Regions from separate parts of the Zea mays genome. Here regions 2, 3 and 4 are each linked to region 1. The links are chromatin contacts, called in public Hi-C maps. All regions are on one chromosome and are shown on one strand. Each heading gives the region's core, a stretch centred on a gene start, on an enhancer-like site or on the middle of the called end of the contact. The rest is flanking DNA. Distances are from core to core; before and after follow the strand shown.

Region 1 (4,862 bases), core at 2,161-4,660:
ACGGATCGATGCTCTTGTTCCGCCGATCAATGTACTACTAAAAGTCAGAATCTTCAAATTGTTTCTTCATTCCATAAATCCATAGGTTTGGGATCTCCGTGCCTGAATGCCGCCAGTTCGAGGCTGGTCCAGTTGCTGAAGCAAGTCATTTGATAACAATGGAGGTGCATATAGAACCGTTACCTGATGCTTGAAAAGTGCATAACTATGAGGTGGTTGAGCGAGCCTACCAACAAAACGACTTAACACATCAAACTGGCATGTAAGAGATTGAGCTTCCTTCAACAAATCAATTATATTGTGTTTGGTTTAAGGTTAAAGTAGGATGAGGCAGACTGACATCGTTCTCTCAATTTTTTGGAATCACGCCATCAAAAAAATTACTACGTTGTTTACCTTGTCCACACTTAACTCTCATCCAAACAATATAAAAACTGTGACCATCCCCTTCTATTCATTCTTATACATCCAACCAAACACACATTTACACTACCGGCCTTCACGGCTCATATGACCATTCTTAACGCACAGTTTCATCACGCTATTTCTAAAGTTGTCAAGTCAACCTTCACATCTCCTGTAAATCTCGCTCATATATCTCCTACCCCTTCATCCCAAAATAGTATTCTTTTTAGACTAAACATATATTTATTAGTAAATACAAGAATATGGTTGGTAAATATAACTAGATTTATTATCATTAATTTGAATGGGGATAGTGAAGAAAAAAAAGTTAAAAAGAACTATATTTTAGGACGAAGAGAGTATTAAATTATGTCTTGTCATTTTTCTTGGCATGTACGAGAATGAAACTCTTAGAAGTGTCCACGCAGAATGGTCCAAACGTTATGTCGTACCTGAAGGTAGTGGAATTGGATTGGGTCGGCTCGGCCCGACCCGAGCTCATCATGCTTCGGACTAAATGAGCTCAGGCCAAGAAGGTTCAAAAATTTTTTGGGTCGTGTCGTGCCAGCCCAAAATATAGAAACAGTGGTCCAGCCTAACCTTAAAGCACGCCGTGCCTTCGTTGCGCCGTGCTGGCCCAAGCACGAACCATATATTTGAACAACATAAAATCCAAATATTACAACCACATAAAGTTCATAGCTTACTAAATTAAAAATATTAAACAATGTGAGCAGCATTTGACCGTATAAAGTCCAAATATTATAACCACATTAAGTCTATACCTTACTAAATTAAAGAAATTAAACAATATGGACTTCATTGGTTCGTGTTAGCTCAAGCCCTGTCCATGCGCGTGTGCCGTGCTGGGTCCGACAGGCCGAAATTTGATGCCCGGCCCAGGCTCACCTTCAGACCGTGGTAGCCTGGCCCATATTCACTACCGGAACCAGCTGCTTTGTCAAGTGTCTAAAATACTCGGCAAAACCTGAAAAACACTCGGTGAAGGCTGACACTCGGCAAAGAAAGCTCGGCAAACTATACATCGGCAATGACTTCTTTGTCGAGTAATTTTTATCGGTCACTCGACAAAGACTTTATCGAGTATCAGCCGGTACTCGGTAAAGAAAAGTCACCATCACGACGACAGGTAATGGCGATGGAGCCTATGCCGAGTGCCCACAATGAGACACTCGGCAAAGGCTCACTCTTTGCCGAGTGTCCACTGTACTGACACTCGACAAAGAAGCTCCTCGTGGGCCTCTTTACCAGGTCCTTCGCCGAGCATATTAGGTGGCACTCGGCAAAGGCTCCCTCTTTGTCAAGTGCCCGTCGGACTAGCACTCGACAAAGAGATCACCAGTGGCCCCTTTATTAGTTCCTTTACCGAGAGTATTAGGAGGCACTCGGCAAAGGTTGCTTCTTTACCGAGTGTCAAGGCCACAACACTCGGCAAAGAGGCTTTACCGGTGCTTAGGTGTGCCTTCTTTGCCGAGTGCTATGACCTTGACACTCGACAAAGTGACAAGAATACCCCTTTTTATTTGCTTTTGCTATTCCATCTAAACAAACAAAAGATATATCACATAATCATCACATATACATCATAAATATCACATAATCATCACGTACATAATAGAGACCACATATTTCATAAAAACCACAAATCTCACAAGTTTTTCACAAACATATCTATGTTCATACCAAGTTTCACCAACATAAGTATTACCAACTCTCAAACATAAGTTCTTTTCACAAACATAAGTTCAAGACAAGTTTATCACACAAGTCTCACAATCACCACTAAGCTAAGAGAAGATCATCAGCGAGGTGGGCGGCTGAACTGGTGCGGGGTGCGGCGATGGGCTGGGCGATCCATGAGGGTTGTGTTGGATGCCGCCCCAGATTGTCCCTACACAGAGAAGAGATTGCATGTGTTATACCAGATGAATATATATCATGAGGACTAGAATTTTGATACTCACAGGAGTATGGAACTGAGCAGGGTCAACTGGAGGGAACAACGATAGTGATTAACGCCTGGCGCTCGGCAAAGTACATTCTTTGTCGAGTGTCAACGCCTGGCGCTCTGCAAAGATAACAATCGTCAGTTATAGACGGCTATTTGCCGAGCGCCGCGGTTTGTTGAGCGTTTGACACTCAGCAAAGAGGTCTTTGCCGAGTGTCTGTCTTTGTCAAGTGTTCTACACTCGGTAAACGTGGTGGTTACTGAGAGTAAGACTTTGCCGAGGGTGGTGCTCGACAAAGATTTCTTACTGATTACCCGATAAAAAACACTCGGCAAAGTCGCGAGCACTCGGCAAGGAGCCGGATTCCGGTAGTGATTATTTCGTGCCGATCAATGCTTTGGGCTCCTGTTTTTAGATATACTTGTGTTGACCCAAAAAGCTCGGCACATATTTCCAGCACTACAATAAGATATTGCTTGCAAAAAAAATGTTTATCCGGAGTTCGGACCACTGGAGGTCTCTCCACGCATGGTACCCCCAGCAAAACGTCACTCGCTGGCCGGCAGATACGGCGGCTACACAGAATCGAAGCTAGTGGTCAAGTGATGGACGGGCCTCGGATATTTTCACCAAAGGGTAGAGAGGAATCCTTTGATTGAGGATTGTATCTGGCGAAGTGTACCTAGAGAGGGATCTTTTCGTCGAGGACACGATAGACCTCCGGGACAACAAGTTGCAACATAATAATAATGTCCAAAGGTATATCACTGGCCCCTCCTGATTATGGCCTCACCTGTCAGTGAACGCGTGTGAACCCCCAGATACTAGCTTGGATGACAAAAAAAAAAAAAAAGATGCGCACATATCCCGCATGTCCTTTGGAAAGCATACGGATGATGATCCATCCATGGATGCTCTGCTGCCATGTATGCATGCTTATGCTATCCACTGGCATCTCAAAGCAGAGACGGACGTGAGTGAACAAGCCGATCTGTCTGTATATATATATAGGCAGCAGGCTCCTCAAGCATTGTGCATTGCCAAGCAACCGCGCAAGGTCCACAAGTAGCCAAAAGATGGAGGCACAGGCCAAGGCAGGTGCTAGAGGTGCCAGGGGCGGGACGAAGGTGGCCATGGTGTACTACTCCAAGTACGTCAAGACCCAGAACAGCCCTGCCGTGAGTATTGGTATAGCACAGCAGCTCGAGTCTACAGCCGCCGCCGTCGTAGGAGTAGCAGGAGGCGGCGGCGACGCGGACGTCGACGAGAGGGCGTCGGCTTTCATACTGGCAGTCCGGGAGCGGTTCAGGAACGAGAACAAGTATTAACCTAGCTAGCTCATCCGGTGAGGAAGCTCCGGAAGAGGTTAATATTTACAGCAATGTCTTCCGGGTCGCCATGGACGATGTGTAGCTAGGTAAAGAAGAAAAAAAAAAGTAGCTCTTGATTGCGTGCTATATACATGCACCTTTGATGTCTCCTCTTCCCTCTTTCTTTAGGGCCGCCTACGGTTGTATGTACCTGAAGAATGGAACAAGTGAAAAAAAAATTAACTATGCATGCATGAGAGTTCTACGTTTAATTAGAATCTGTGCATGCACTGCTTTCTTTGGCACATATGGCCATATGTGGGTACACCTTCTTGATACCTGAACCCCAAAACTTAGGATGGTTTGCGGCTAGCACATGTGGAATTGATGGTCCGTCTCTTGTGCTGCCCTGCCCCTTGCTTCAACATGTATATACTTCTGCAGCACAAAATCTCCAGCAGTCCAAGATTTTGGACAGAAGCGAGGAAAGAGGGATTTGCAATATCCACTCATGAGTACCATACCTGTCTGCATGTTGGACTTGCTTGTCCCCCATAACTGATCCCGTTACAGAAGTGATCCAGAACACTTATGGTCTGTTTGGTTGGGTTGTGGCTGTAAAAAAAGTTGCTGTGAGCTGTGAGCTGTGAGCTGTGGATAAAGCTCCTGTAGGCTGTAAGCTATTAAAAAGCTAAAAAATGTTTAGTGAAAACCACTAAAAGTCGTTAAAAGTTATTTGATATATGTTTTCACAGTTTCATCCGAAAAGCCACTAAAAGCAGGTCCAGGGGCGCTTTCAGATTTGCACTGCGAGAAAGTCGGCTTTTAGAAAAGCTGCTTCCTGAATCCGGTCCTTTGGTTGGCTTTTGGCTTTTATGGGGCAAAAGTAGGCCTGCTAATGGCAAAAAATCCAACCCACTCCCACCCATACCCAAATATAATAACTTTGATATCTATCCCACACCCACCCCAAAATATAAGAAGAAAATTAAACCCAACCCATCCAATAATATTATTGACCCCAAACCAACCCGTAATTGGGTGGAAACCCATGGAAACACCGTGGGTTCAGCTTATTGTCTCACATCAAGCCAACTGCATACACATACACTGATACACAACGATAATTTATAGGTAGTTTCAATGGCGTACAAAAAACATAGTCCACGACATAAAA
Region 2 (5,198 bases), core at 1,889-4,388, 170 kb before region 1:
GGATGCCATCAGAATGATATTACCTCCGTTCTAATCCAAATTATAGATCGTTTTGGCTTTGTCACAAGTCAAAAATTTTATGCAGAACTTTTATGTACGTTGGTACATTTTCCAACAAACTAACCTTCTCGAGTCATCGTCATCATCAATAGGTCCAATGGACATTGCTGAATCCCAGAACCTCTGCATCATGGCAGATGTTGCCTCGGATCCAGCTGCCCCGCTGTTTCCAACCTAGACAGAAAAAGGTACTCAGGCAGTCAGGCATGCACAGTCGAGAAGACAAGTACACTAACATAATGGTCAATGTTACTTGCAGACGTACATCTTACTAAAATTTACAGTAGCACAAATTGCTGTACGAATGACAGTTACAGCTTATAGCATGCAGTTTATAACAATTACAGTACAAATGACAACTGAGTTCTAGAGACTTCATTTTGCACACTGGACAATCAAGTATTGTGGGCAGTGGGCACTAACATATAGCAAAAATGGTTTCTAACCTCAGACCAGCAAAAGTGAGTGCATAGGGGTAATAGGTAAGATGGAAGCACAAATATCTGCATTAGATTCAAGTAGAAAGAAGTTGACACTCACCGTAGCAATTGCAGCATGAGTTATGTGAAGAACATCAACAACAGTCACAACATTTCCATCTGGATGAAGACAATATGTCATACCCATTAAACAGTCTTATTACAAAAGACAACGACAGGGTTCAGTTAGCTCATGGTTCATAGACATACCCCTGTCCAGGACAGGCAAATGTAAAAATTTCCCATCATGCATTGTGTGAAGAGCATCAAGAATTGGGGTGTCCACTGTGGCACATTCAGGACTCTGAGTCATGACCTGTGGAAAGGAATTTCAAACATGATGGCAGTTAGTTGATGAGTAGGTACAGATAATTAAATGTGATTGCATAGCGATACAAAGGTAATTGTAAAGAGACTTGCCTTCTCGACCGTGGTGGACTCAGGAGGAAGATTTTGGGCGATAACACGCATCAATATATCTCTAGATCTGTCATATAAATCAAAGCAAGGCTTGTAGTTCGAGTCAGGTCTAGAAATAGTTGTTCCTGTGATTAGACTAAGAAAAGGTACTCACGTCAGAATTCCTCCAGGTTTGTTTTCAATTGCTACAACTGCTGAACTCACTTTTAATTCCAGCATCTTCTTTGATGCTGTCAACACCATGTCTGATGGTGCAACAGTGACAACTCTAAAGAATTGAGATCAGGACATAAGTTGTTCTGAACTGGCATTTATGTTGCATGAATGCTCAAGAAGGCACTTAATCTGAAAAAAGAACGGATATTACCTACTTTGGATTCTCAGAGATAATAGTAGACAGCGATGGCCTAAACATCCGTTCTCGAAGCGTCTCAATAAAATTGTTAGGACCTGCAAAATAAACAGAGAGAAGATTAAAGGAGCACACTAGAAAAGCCATGAGAGCAAACTTTCATACATAAAGTTTATAATATACATGTGAAACATAAAGGTGAAGGGTAGTAGAATGAAGTTGGATGCATAATTTCATTTCCAAATGTAGAATAAAGATGAGAAGAGGTAGGGAATATGTCAAGTACAGACCAGGCACAGCTGCTCCCCAATGCTTTTCAACGCCCTCGACGGCAGCGGCAATTGCTTTTCCTTTCTCCGCCGCCCTTTCCATCCGTGCAATAGCATCATATAGGCACTTGGCTATGTCCAGAATTGCAATGACCTCGCCATTCTCCACGACAGGCAGATGCCTGAACTTACCTGGAACCGAAGGATACGTTTCATCAGGGAACATTAAAAGATGAATATAGGTGAGGCGCACAGAAACCGTGGGAGCATTCACAGACCTTGCACCATCTTTTGCAACGCCTCGACTGCAAGCGTGTCCGCGAGAACAAATACAGGGTTTCGGGTCATGACCTTGGAGACCGGTGTCTCTTCCATCTTCAACTCACGAGCAATCACCCTTGTGGTTATGTCCTGACCAGCGTTCCCAAAATACAGCATACAGTGAGAAATGGGAACATCTAAGGCGGCACTGACACGAAAAAAAAAGCGAAGGAACATCCCCTCACCTTGTCGGTGAGGATCCCACAGAGCAAAGCGTTGGAGTCAGTCAGCAGCACGGCGTCAACCCTGCGTGACGCCATCCTCCGACAAGCCTCGTGCACGGTTGTGTGATCCGGTATCGTCAGCGCCTTGGACAGCCTCAGCCTTTTCACGGTCCTCTCGCCGGTCAGTGACCTGGAAAGAATCACACGAGGTACGTTTTTTTTCAGCTGTGAAGATTTTGGTCTTGTCCATTTGATAGAGCAGGCATGGCAATATAATCATGGCTTGACAGCAATCAATGTCGTGTTGCAATCTTGCTTGTGTTAGTGAAACGTGTGTGGTTTACGTTACACGCGAAATTCCACAGCCGGAGTCATGCGTATGTGGTACGGCATGGTTGTAAGAGTTGAATGGGATTCAGCACTTGTCTGTTGTAACTGAAAAACGGCCCGTACTTGGTATTGTTAGACTAAAAAGTGCGTAACATCCATCGATTCCACAAACCGGGGGAGGTGTCAAATCTAGGCTATGGAAGCTCCCAGCTACAAACAAAGCGAGGCACACGGAAGCTACTCCAGGTTGACACGCGACGCGACGCTTGAAGCCTTGATCCGAAGACACCATGCGTCCATGCCACAGAGACGGTAGGTACGGAGCACGGTCTACGCTACGCATAACAAGGGCAGAGCAAGGCGGGTGCGGCGGATCACGTACGTGGAGTGGCCGCGGGAGAGGGAGACGGAGGACCGCCTGGAGGGCGGCGGGGCGTCATGGCCGTGCCCGTTCTCGGCGGGCAGGACCCTCCTCCTGGATCCGGAGGACGATGAGACGTTCCTCCGGCCGGCGCCCGCGCCCGCGCCGCCGTCCATCTCCCGGCGCGCGCCGCCCGCCGGGGGAAGCGAGAGCCTCCGATCGGCGACGGCGCTGATCCGCGGCGGCGCAGGAGCGGGGGATTCTCTTTGTCTCGCCCGCTGGCTCCCGCGAATCAGGAGCGCTCCCCAATAGGTGGGGGAAGGCGGAGACCGGAGACGGGGCCGAAGGTCGCGGCGTGCGGCAGGGTATCTAAAATTTTCCTTCTTTTTTTTCGCCGAGCTGGTGGGTGCTGGGTGGTGGTGTTCGGATGCCCCCGTCCCGTGCGTGCGCGCCTGGCCTGGCCCGCGTGGTGTTTGCTTTGCGCATTCGTGTCGACGAGAGGCGGCTGAGTGGCTGACGGCTGGGGCTGGATAATGCCGCGAGGCGTGCGATGCGGATGTGGGGACCATAGCAGACTGCAGAGAGAGCAGCTCCGGGCCTCCGATCGAAATCCAACCGTGTCGACGCGGCCCACGCCACCCGTCGGGCGGCCGACCCGCGCAATCCCGCGTCGACACGACTGTTTAGACGCATGGCGGTGGTGATGTGTCGCCCGCGGGACGGGACACGGGACTGACCACCGCGCCGCGCCGCTTCCCTGAGGTGAGGGGCCGGGGACGCCGCCGGGCAGTATATATACCGCTGCCGGGCGGCGAGCGCTGGTGGCCGTGCACCAGAAGGCCGAACACCTGGCGCCGGCCGCCGGGAGACAATGCCTCAGCTCGCGTGCAATGCAAATGCTACGAGAGCGGGCGGCTTGGGGTCCTCTCTCCGTCTCGACCACGCCAGTTCGACCAGGTACGCCGTCGCCGGCGGCGGATGGATGGCTAGGTCGTCGCTCCTTCATTCTTCTGTTACTTCCGCCACGCATTCTTAAAGGGTGTTTGGTTTGTAGGGACTAATTTTTAGTCCCTACATTTTATTCCACTTTAGTTACAAAATTATCAAATATAGAAACTAAAACTCTATTGTAGTTTCTATATTTGTCAATTTATATACTAAAATGGAACAAAATGAAGGGACTAAACATTAGTCCCTAGAAACCAAACACCCCCTTAGATACTTCCTCCATACTCGGTCAGTCTAACTTTCCTCCATCTAGTAGTATTATGTTTTATTATATCAAATATTTCGATTTGATCGGCAATTTTTTTTAAAAAAAATTATATAGGTTAACGACATAAGATTTTGTTTTCGTATCATTATTATGACAACTGCTTTCAGCACACAGTATATAATTCACAGATATTACCTTTCAGCCCACTGACGCCTAGGGCAACTGCATAAACACAAGTGTACAGCACAATTTTTATCACAAACTTGCGAAAACATCCGGCTAGATTTGACACCCAACCCGCCCTCTCTTTTTTGCAGATGAAATCATGCAAGCCTGTACCATTAAAAGGAGTTAGCTACTGATTGAAAATTTGACATCTGCTAGGCAATCACATAATTTTACAGCATCACACTTTTTCTGCACATCACACTAGGTAAGAGGAGCGTGAGACCCAGGCTCCACGAGGGTCACTGCAGGTTGGCACATCCAAACAAACATAAGCAGCAAGCACAGTGCTAGGAAATAAACTTTGTGCGACAACGTAACGGGGCTTAAGTTCGGCAAGGAGCGGCACAGTTTCCGCATCCTGTTATTGAACTCCACTTCCTCGGCTAACCTTGCCAGCAGCCACCTTGACAAACCTCAGCTACACAACAATAGTATGCGGCACCGGCACCGCCCCGTTAGCAACAGATGCACGCCCCGTTTCATTTGTCGGTTGCACGCTCTGCCGAGTAAAGCAACATCTGGCTGCTTGTACTTGCACCGGCACCACCATTGTTTTCTTTTGCCAACATCTGCATTTCATCATAATAGAGAACTTCAGACTAACATGCGAGGAATACATAGCTGCATTTACCAATTTCGTAAAAAATGATTCATAGTGAGCAATAATCTCTTTTTTTTTCTGAGATGACTGACGAGTTCCATTCTGATGAACGGTGTTCCTTTCAAGCTTCAGGATATACAAACAGAACATTTTGTGAGACATGGTTCGTATGCACGTTTACTGTGTCCAGCTTACAAATGGTTGACTCTAGAATAGTAAGGCAGCACGATCCACTTGCCGTCGAAATCATACCAAAAAAGCTCAATTAGAATATAACAAGAATGACTTTTGGCGTTTGTTATCTTGTCCTACTTAAGAGTAGAGCTACATAACTGAGTTGAGCTCTGACAGGGCTTCCGGCCATTGATGTTAGATTTTCACATAATATTTTTTAGCT
Region 3 (5,198 bases), core at 2,330-4,829, 240 kb after region 1:
GCAACGTGTGAAATGTTTGCTTGCATCGCAATTCGCAGTGCTGCCAGTCAAGTGGTCAAGTGACAGGTGAGGAGCGAGGAGGACAGGACTCAGATCAGCACATGATCAATTGGATGCAAGATACTGATTCCGTAGGTCTGATAAGCTGAGCTTCAGTTCAGAAAACAATACACTAATTACTATAAGGTGTGCTCCGAGAAGTGAATTTACCGTGGTGATTGCCAAACAAGCCGGCGGGGTTGAGAGGGTCCGGCTGCGGCTTCCGGCGGCGGCGGTTGTGTCCATCGAGGCGCTTCCTGCAGCTCCGCTTCACCTCATCGAACTCCCCGAGCAGATGAAACCTGCAGCAAGAAGCAGTTCCACCGACAGAGGGTAAGGAGTTTGCCACGAGCAACAGTGCAGTTAGCCGCAAAGAAAATGCTATTTGCCGGTGAGCTGGGTGGGTCTTGTCAACCAACCCCAACAGGCATGATCAGCTATACCAATTCAAGCAAGAACATGCCACTGTTGACCTTAAGGAGACCACTTCTTTTCTTCTTCAGAAACTAAAATAAACCACGCAACCTTCACGACACGCTCTCTCTGGGATATTTTGGGACCTGACTGATGAATCTGGAATCTGAGCGAAGATAACGACAAAGAAATCATCGTCTTCTACAACACGATCGAGATGCATTTGATTGAAGCCTTTTGAGTTGGAAAAAAACATATGGGATGTGGAAAGCATGGGCAAGCCACGCACCACAACGACGACAGGGACGCACGCACGCACACCGGAGAACAGAGCAAATTGTTGTCCGGGTGAGTGAGTGAGCCTGCCACTGACAAGGACGGGAGCCAAGGCATGGACCTGAACTGAACGGAAGTCCAGTTCCATTGCACCTGCCTTGTTGCATTGTAGGGACACGCCCCCGAAAGCACGGGTGCGCAGCGCATGCACCGGCTGCTAGCAGACGGCTTGACGCTGGTGTGGTGACACACACACAGCTCACAAGATGTTCAGTTCAGACCTTGACAAATTCAGGACCAGATGGCGAGTGCCCAGTCCAGGCCAATCGCACGTTTCTGTCTGTCTATCTATCTATTTATCTACTGCAATAACAACCGTAAGAACGCAAGTCCGGCTGCCACGCTGAATTCTACTGCTAGCACCGTAGGTTTGGCCGTCCAAATCCCAGTTCCGGCAGGAGTCCCGTTCCAACTTCTGCATAAAAATTGGATCTTTGGTCGGTCCGCGGTTTGCAGCGTTCAGCAAAGCAGATTCCCTTCTTACGTTTGACCGAACCCACCACAGATGGATGCCGCAAGTCTTGGCTGCCGGCGGCGCACCGCAACGTTCATCAGTTGCAAGCGCCAAAGGCTAATTAGGCCGTGGAAGTAGGAAAAGCGACAGGAGGAGTAGCAACAGCTGACGGCGAGTAGTTCTTGGTCGCCTAATAAGCAAGCAGGGTCTAGTGGATTGCTGGACGTGGCGGCAATTCTCCACGAAATTCACCCCCACGCGGACGCGGACGCGGACGAGACGAATGCTTCCAAGAAGAAAACATGCATGATGCGGTGCGACACCCATGGCCACGCCACGCCATCCATGGGCGGCGAGCTGTTGCATGTACAAGAGAGCTCGTCGTACGACGAGTGGTTAAATTATTGAGCGAAAAGAACCAAAAGAGAATCATGGGAGCTCGGGGTCGTGGGGGGACGGCAAGGGAATGGAATCCAAAGTCCAAAGAACAAGATGCATGGGGCGGGCGGGCGCCGGGCGGGCGGAGGGCACGCACGAGCACGGCAGGGCAGAGATACGCGTACCTGCTGCACTGCTGGCAGAAGCGCTGCTGCTGGCCGGCGACGGTGACGACGGGCGTCTTGGAGTGCGCCTCGCAGACCTTGTGGCGGCGGTGGTAGTCGCGGCACCGGGACAGGTCGGCGTCGCAGCCCTGCACGGAGCACGCGGGCACCGCCTGCCGCGCGAGCCCCGGGCGCGGCCGCTTCGCCGGCGCGGACGACGACGGCGGAGGCGGGGGCGGAGGAGGGTTCGCTGACGGCAGCGCGGGCGCGGCACCGGCGGCGGCCGTGAGCACCGCCCTCGAGCTCGTCGGCGCGCCCAGCTTCAGGTCCAGCGCGCCGCCCCCGCTGCTGCTGGGCCCGACCACCGTGCCGAGGTCCCAGGCAGGAAGCATCTTGGCGTCCCAGTCCATGGCGACAGCCCGTCCCCAGGCCGACGCGCGTGTACGTGCCTGCCTGTTGTCGGGATCCTTGCACAGGGAGTAGCAGCTCTCTCCTCGGGACTCAACCCAAGCAGGCAGGCACCTCCGTCGCTGGTGGCGGCCGGCTCCGAAATGGTGGATTTTGGGAGGCCTTTCTGCTCTGCTGGCTGCTGCTGCGTGCGCAGGCCGTTGGAGACGGAACAACAGCTGTGTACTGCTCGCCCAGAGAGCAAAAGCAAAGTTGATGGCAACCAAAAAGCTTTGGAGGACGGGAAAGAGAGAGAGAGATCACAGCGGCGGCGGCGGCGGCGGCAGCAACAGCAACAGCATGCAATTAAAGAATCCAAGAGCAGCGGGCGGGAGCGGCAAGAAAGGAAGGGACGAGACAAGGGGCTGGGTTCTTGGGTGCTCGGCCGCCCGCCGGGCAGAGCGGTGGGTTAAGCTTTAAAGCGAGCGGAGGACACGGATGGATGGATGGAAGCAAGCACCTCCTCTCCTCCGAGAAAAAGGCGGACGAGGCGAGGGAAGGCAAGGAAGAGGAGGGAAGGGGGCGGGGCAGTGCCAGTGGTTGCAGACAGCACAGGAACAGGACGACGACGGAGGAGACTCCTATTGGAGGACTCCAAACTCCAAAGGTGGCAATAATTGCCGAGACCCGAGAGGCGAGCTGGGGGCACCTCCCACTGCTCACTCGACTCCCCCCTTCTTTATTTTCTTACCAATGGCAGTAAACATACAGTGTGTGGGTGTGATGTGTGGTTGGGGAGGGTAGGTGGGAGAGGGAGAAGGAGAAGGAAATAAGGAATCAGACAGACAGACAGACACACAGCAGCAAGCAGATGGATGTGTGGCAAAAGATTTCAGAGATAAAAAGGGAAGAAGAAGAAGCAGCAGCAGGTACCACTCTCGAACAAGAAGCAAGCGGAGGACGGAGTGGCTGAAGGCAATGCAGTGAAGAACATCCACCAAGAGCAAGGTGGAGGATTCTCCCTTCTTTGGTGGTTGCTGCTAGCTAGCTACTACTGCCTTTTCCTCCGGTTTGCTCCTTCAGCTCGGCAGCCCCTATGAGTAGGCTTTGCCTTGCCTCCTTGCGCTTGAGGATTGGTTTCTTCTCAAGTGGGGTTGCAAGGAAGCTCAGTCACTGCGCCAGCAAATGGGCAAGGCGGCAAAGATGAGGAGAGCTACCACTGCGCGCACCAGCTGAACCACTCCCTCCTAATTAAAATACAATACTCGTTAACAGAAACCCGGAGATAGAGGGGCTCTGATGGCTGATGAGAAGGACTAATAAAACTTAAGTGCAGAGGCTCCTCCTCCCTCTCACCTTTTGTAGCGGGGGTGGAGTGGAGGTGGAGGGCAGGGGGGGGAAAAGTACAAAAGTTGGGAAAGAGCTGGATTTACATGGAGGAGCAATGGAAAAAAGGGAGGAGAGGGGAGGTTAGGCAGGCGCAGGGGCAGGAGGAGCAGCTTTTTCTCCTGTCTTCTTCTTTCTTTTCCCTACTGCGTTTTTGTGTTCTGTGCTGTGCTGCCGCTGCCGCTGCTGTGTGCTACTGTGCCATGCTGCCTCGTCCCAGCTGACATGGTCATGTTTCACAGACCACAGCCAGAGCGCACCACGGCATCATCCAATATTGCTCCATGCACTCCCAAAAGCGCGTGTCATGAGATGCATGAGCTTATATGCCCACATCCACGGTAGATAGAGCCTTTCTTTTCTAGGGCGTCTCCTCCTTCTTTTTTTTTTTTTTTGCTGTGCTATTCTTGGGTCCTGAGGTCTGAACATCTGAGCATGTATTTTTCTTTCCCTTTTGTCACTGTCACACTCACGTAGAGCTTGATATGATAGACAATCTACGTAGTCCGTAGAGCCTTTCTTTCCTAGCACTTCTCCTTCCTTTGCTGTGCTACCCTTAGTAGATTCTAAGGTTTAAACATTTTAGCATGTGTTTTTCATTTTCTTCCTTGATCAGACTAAAGCTATCTGTTTGGACCGTTACAGCTACAATCCACAAAGACAAGACACTATAAATACAGTAGAAGTCGGTATAGATTGAAGCATATAATAGAATTGTTAAAAACGGCGTCAAGAGTGCGAGAAGCATTGGTACCACGCATCGCGAATACGATAGTATTTCCGAGATTCGCCTCGACATGTACTGAACATCCATATATATTTTTTCACCTTTTGTAGCGATAAGAGTACAATACAGGTTCCGCGCTTACATAAAATAAGCGGAACCGGCGAATTGGCTTTCATGGAACAGAAACAAACCGATATCATATACTCCTAGTTGTGAGCAGCTAGCGGACGGCTTTGTTTACAGCCTCGACCGAAAAAAAAGTAACATATATTCTTAAAGCACCTTGGTGTGAAGAATGTGCTGTGTGCATGGTCGACTTCTCTCTACCTAGCTCCTTTGTGTTGGGTTGACGACGTGGTCCCTCTAGCGAAGCAAAGTGTATTGTATCTACGCCTTTCTTTTCAATTTGCTCAGCAGGGAGAGGACTGTAATTAAGAGCATAGTTTTATTCCCCTGACGAGGATTATTATTATTTTTATCTCCGCTGCCGCCGATGCAGCTATGGAACTACGTGAGGTCCAAGTTCCCAAGTCTTGATTAGCTCTAGTCGTAGTAGTGATGCGATGCCGTACTGTTTGGTTCCTAGTTTTCACACGCTGACCAATGGTCAAGAAAAAAAGAGTCGCGCGCGTACTGTTCTGAGAGAGGCACAGGGACAGAACGTGGTTATCTATCTTTCTATCTTTGGCCGGCCCGCTCACCAACACGTAGGTGCTGCCTTGGTGGCGAGGGTCCGTGGTTTGCAGCCAGCCAGGAGCGATTCCTCCGGTTAAGACCGTCTCCAGCAATAGTTTTTTATATTCATCTATTATATCTCTCATTTATAGTCTTCTCTAAAAAATTTTATTTCTATATTTTCTTCATCTCCAACAACATCCTTCAAATCACGTCTTATATACATAAATACCTATAT
Region 4 (4,811 bases), core at 767-3,266, 250 kb before region 1:
AAGATTGTAGACTGTCAAAGTAGAATAATGTTTGGCAATAGAGAAAAAAAAGGACCCGGCACCCAAAAAATTGTATATTTTCACTGAGACATTGACATAAGAAAGAGAAAAGGATTCAAACCTCTAGAACATCCCTATAGTGGACAAGGACAATGTGTTCATAAGCCCTGCAAAGATGAATTGCCTTTATCAAGATGCAAATTGATTACATACTGACCAATGAGATTCAATAAAAACAAAATAGATCAAACCAAAAGTAGAATAAGTCAATAAGTTCGTAACAATGTCAGGTACAATATCATCATTCCAGCAGTGCATTATTACTGGTATAACACCATCAGTTCGTTCAGGAAAGCATCGCCTGATCTACGAAAAGAACGAGAGTTGAGAGTAGATAATTCTTACGGATCAAGCATCCAATATATCCGCCTCTGAAATGTTGGATTTTTGTCTCCACGAGCATAGTAGCAATTCAGTGCATCCACATTATCAACCTGAAATTTCCAACATCAGAACTGAAAGGGAGGAAATTTGTATCATTGTGAAGGGGCATTAGGTACACATCTCATTATGAAATTGTCTATTTCTTATACAATCCACCCAATTCAGTTCGACTGCAAACCAAACATCTCTCAATGGCTTATTGTCTTATCAAGGTGATTACTCCCAAGCATATTCTGAGCAGCATTCATATCTATTAACTTCTGGAGAGATCTTTAACCAAGACATGAACACAGCACAGCAGTCCACCAAAAGGGTAAATGAACAGACCTTAAGGCGCTCATGGGCTTCATTAATGGTCTTCCCATTTCTCTTCTTTTGCCATTCAAATCCATCATTTCGGAAGTACCGGAGTACTCTACGGTTGAAAAGAAACCAAGAACCACCTGCAGGTTTCGGATTGGCTCATTTAATCACAGTCAGGACTAAATCAGCCAAAGCTTTGATCATGTATTTACGGTCCAAAACCAAAGGATGCATTTATTACTCTGTGGCTTCTGAGGGGGCTTATGCGAAATCGTGAACAGCTCATGATTCTGCAGTATCTTGAGAACTTCTTGAGGCTTTAGCCAGCGGGTCTTCACTACCTCTTGTAGCTTGCCTATGTCTAAGCCTGTACAGTAAAACCGTAGGCAGCCGTATTTGTTAACAAGAGATGGCAAGCTACAACACGCCGAACACATCGCGACTCAGAGTTCACAATTAAATAGAGTGTCACGTGGATGGTTAACCACCATTCAATTTGGTACATCAATCAATTTCCAAATATGACCAATTGGTATACAACCGTACCCGTAACCACTCCGGGTGGCGGGTGGTTTCACTCAGATAGAAATAAAGAAGACAGAGACGGAAAAGAACATTTTTTTAATGTTCTCGCAGCCTAGTAACTTCGTTTCTTCGATCAAGAAGTACTAACAAACTTGTTATTAAATCAAAAGACATATATAGTGAGGGAGCAGTAGCATTTCGTACAAGTAGCATAGCAGAGAAACAAAATCAATGGTTAACCAGTTGCATTTGTCGATCACTTTCAGGCAGCCTGGCGGCGCAGTCCCCCTTCTTCCTCGACCCCTCACATGGGTTCTTTTGCCGGAAATCGCACTCGGGGAACGCTCAAAAGCAACAGAAGGTTGCAACTTTGGAGCGAGGCGTTGTGGGACTCGGCGTTACCTTGCTGCTGCTGCTGCATGGCGCCGTGCCGACAAGCCCGCGCCGTGCTCCGAGCGAATCCAGCAAGAACTCGCGGGGGGGCGCCGCGGTGCCGAGGCCGATTTGAACCCAGTGGACTGGCCGGCCGACTCCTCGCCCTGTTGCCCGGAAGTCGAGTCCAAGTCGCCGCCGAGTGGCAGTCGCCACCGATCAGTCGCGAGACGCGCAAACTCTTATTGTTCCCAGGCGATAGCGACGCGCCTCCGCTGGCAATGACGCGCAGAAGCGCGGAGTGTTGAAGGGGGCGAGAAGGGGAGTGAGAACCAACGATGAACACGTGAGAGCAGGGCGGAGGAAAGCGGGGAAAGTGCGCGACAGATTCCAGCGCGGCGGTTGCTAACCACGAGAGGGGGAATTTTTGCTTTTTCTGTTGTTTGAGGTGGCGGATTATAGATCAACAGCTGCGGCGTCGGCGACCTGCAATGCAGTCCGCCGCGGTCTCGGTTAGTCGGTCCGGTCGGTCTCGGTGGCATTGTCGCAATCGCAAGCACACAGCCACAGGCAGGAAAGGACAAAGATGGAGCCCAGCCCAGCGCGAGCACCCGAACGATGCGTTGCTTGGTCCGTCGTGGTGGTTGTGATTGGAGACACCCAAACGATGATCGGCCGTCAGATCGAAAGCCGTCCCAAGTCTAATCCAAAGTTGAAGCCACCATAGTCAAATTCTAGCACTGTATGTGTTCTCACTCTGCCTTGCTTGCCGTGTCCCCGTTTCTTCTAGCGCGCCGCGAGTCTCTCAAGTCGGTTTCAGGAAGCCGTGTGTGCCGCCGGTGCCATGGCACCGTTTACTTTCCTGCCTTGCAGCACTTGCATTGTACTATGATGACAAGTACTCTCCACCAGCAAGTTTGTATTGTCATCTCCACGTCACTAGAACACAGTGATAGGAGGGCTTTAAGCTTTGACATTCTCGATGGTGGACCTTTCCTTGCTAGCATAGCGAATGATCGCCTTGCTAACCTCCTTGCCAGTCCCCGCAGGGCTCTCCTCTTCACGTTTATGTGTTGACCTGTCCTCGGCAAGACCGTTGTGTCACTGAAAGCTAACTTCATGAGGTACGTCCAAAATTGCCACCCATGTGGAGTTGGCCATGGTCAACAGTTGAACAGTCCTTAATGACCTCTCCTATCTGCCTTTTAGGCAGGGTCAAAGCTAGCAACCAAATTAAGATGACGCACCACCAAAATAATATATAAATATTTTATAGTATACAGTAAATATTAACTAATTTACTAATAAAATCTGGATCTACCATGGTGCCTGTGCACCCTGTCTCTAGGGTTAATGTTTTGGCTCTATTTGGCCACCTTTCGCCCCGTCCTTGTTGGAAGTGTTCTCTTATTCGGTCAAGATGATTGATTCTGAGTTTATCCTATTTAGCAGTGTGATTCTAAACGCTAAACGGTAAACAGTCGGTCATCCTTTGTTTACCGTTTAAACGGACTACATGGGCATTTAAACGGACTAAAAACGGATTGTACGGGATTAAACGACCTAAACGGTTAGCTACTGAGTAGCATTTAAACGGCGTGTAAACGGTCTAAACGGTCGTTTAGGATAACAATGATATTTAGGCTTTGTTCGTTTGTCCAAGATTCCACCTAGAAATAGTTCTAGCGGATTAAACTTTATATAAATTACACAAGCAATCCAGTTAGGAATCGTTCCAGGTGGCGGTTGCAAGGAAACCAAACGGACCCTTAATCTGTGTCTTGATCGAGAGCATGGCCCTATCCTTGGTTATAGTCCCTGATCACCAATGTTATATCAACATGGCATGGGCGACATAGAAGCCAACACGTTTCGCTTCCCATAACCCTAGCCACCACAGTCAAGATCTTGATCACATTCCTAGCACCCGATGAACCAGAATCGTCCAATTTATGGCGCTAATAGAGTCTAGTGGCCCGTGGCAAACATGACGGGCCTGCCCAGTGGCCCGTGGCACGACACTATTTTGGTCTGTCATGAGCATGGCCCGATCCATTGTCAACCGGGTTTGTGGAGGCCTAGCCCGATCACTATGTCATGTCTGGGTCTTAGGTGCGGCACAACCCTGTTTTTTTCATTTTCCCATAAAATATCTATATTATGCTTGATTATAGAGTATACAACATAAAAAACAAGTGTGTTTTATTGGCTAGGTGGATATGAATGTTTGTTTGGAGCTAGCGACCATGGTTTCAGCCCCCGCTTGTGCATTTTTAGCTTATTTTTGTTATTTAAATGTCATGGATTGACATAGGCCCGTTAGGTCTCAATAGACGGTGATGACTAGTGTCGCACTCCACCTCGGCCCCAAAGGTATGAAGCACTACTCCATTCTCCTCTCTCTCTCTCACTGTCACACCCGGTTTTGGAAGGCAAACCGAATGCGAACCATGTACGTGCCAGGATCAGAACTCACGTACACATCAATTACATAATTGGACATCATCACACAATGCTCAAAGTAAATAGCGGAAAGGTACTTTAATTACATCAAGATGTCTAAGACATCCACAGAGTCTAATACATAGCCATAGTCTTCAACATTAATATCAAAGTGCGGAATACGAAACGTAGAAGATAAGCCTACACAAGCAGCTGACTAGGGGTTTGCCACTAAGAAAAACTAGAACTCATCGTAGTCTTGAAACTCCTCAGAGTCCTCCATGTTGCCAACATCTCCTCCTGAGCACTGAGTACAGTGGGGACAACCTAGGGTTGGTGGTTTGTAAAGCAAGGGTGAGTACACATCAACGTACTCAGCAAATGTCCCATTTGGCTAAAGTGGACTAGATGTATGTGGAGTTAAGGTTAAGCAGTTGCTTTTAGTTGGTCAAGTTTTTATTACTATAAGTAGAGCCAAATTTTAGTAATAAACCCAGTTATTACCCAGAAGCACTCCCTCCAAGAGGAAGTACCAGAGATCAAAATTATAACCATCATTGCTAACCATCATCATAAAAGTAACCAAAGTTCTTCTAATCAAAGAGGATCCCAAGGCCGCTCTTAACCGTGAGCACGACTGATATAGCAGTTTCTAACACTCTGCAGAGGTCGCACACTTTACCCACAAGTCGTGATTCCTTTTCTGCCCAGGGTTCTAGCCTCCC

Evidence for each region. Hi-C and Micro-C count contacts between places; a contact is called where the count stands out from the background.
Region 2: a contact with region 1 is called in a Hi-C map of tassel, with 3 times the contacts expected there. The contact joins the promoter of LOC100279329 here to the promoter of LOC100275900 in region 1. A contact is called at or near these places in 3 of 25 Hi-C or Micro-C datasets (ear, leaf and tassel).
Region 3: a contact with region 1 is called in a Hi-C map of tassel, with 6 times the contacts expected there. The contact joins the promoter of LOC103650833 here to the promoter of LOC100275900 in region 1. A contact is called at or near these places in 2 of 25 Hi-C or Micro-C datasets (ear and tassel).
Region 4: a contact with region 1 is called in a Hi-C map of tassel, with 3 times the contacts expected there. The contact joins the promoter of LOC100384320 here to the promoter of LOC100275900 in region 1. A contact is called at or near these places in 2 of 25 Hi-C or Micro-C datasets (ear and tassel).

What each region holds. Positions count from the first base shown.
Region 1 is chr3:161,336,754-161,341,615 of Zm-B73-REFERENCE-NAM-5.0, forward strand. LOC100275900 reads left to right here and starts at 3,411. Exons shown (of 1, transcript XM_008676418.1): 1 at 3,411-3,957. The coding sequence starts at 3,452. The coding sequence ends at 3,703.
Region 2 is chr3:161,167,838-161,173,035 of Zm-B73-REFERENCE-NAM-5.0, forward strand. It overlaps LOC100279329, which reads right to left and starts at 3,139. Exons shown (of 14, transcript NR_176412.1): 1 at 2,778-3,139; 2 at 2,087-2,255; 3 at 1,859-1,991; 4 at 1,602-1,772; 5 at 1,327-1,409; 6 at 1,114-1,227; 7 at 960-1,026; 8 at 750-855; 9 at 601-659; 10 at 125-234. It overlaps LOC100272251, which reads right to left. Exons shown (of 5, transcript NM_001146746.1): 5 at 4,152-4,769. The coding sequence ends at 4,680.
Region 3 is chr3:161,580,339-161,585,536 of Zm-B73-REFERENCE-NAM-5.0, forward strand. LOC103650833 (squamosa promoter-binding-like protein 2) reads right to left here and starts at 3,580. Exons shown (of 3, transcript XM_008676419.2): 1 at 1,807-3,580; 2 at 211-341. The coding sequence starts at 2,195.
Region 4 is chr3:161,092,706-161,097,516 of Zm-B73-REFERENCE-NAM-5.0, forward strand. It overlaps LOC100384320 (Calmodulin-binding transcription activator 4), which reads right to left and starts at 2,017. Exons shown (of 11, transcript NM_001365702.1): 1 at 1,675-2,017; 2 at 989-1,114; 3 at 772-887; 4 at 406-494; 5 at 122-167. The coding sequence starts at 1,693.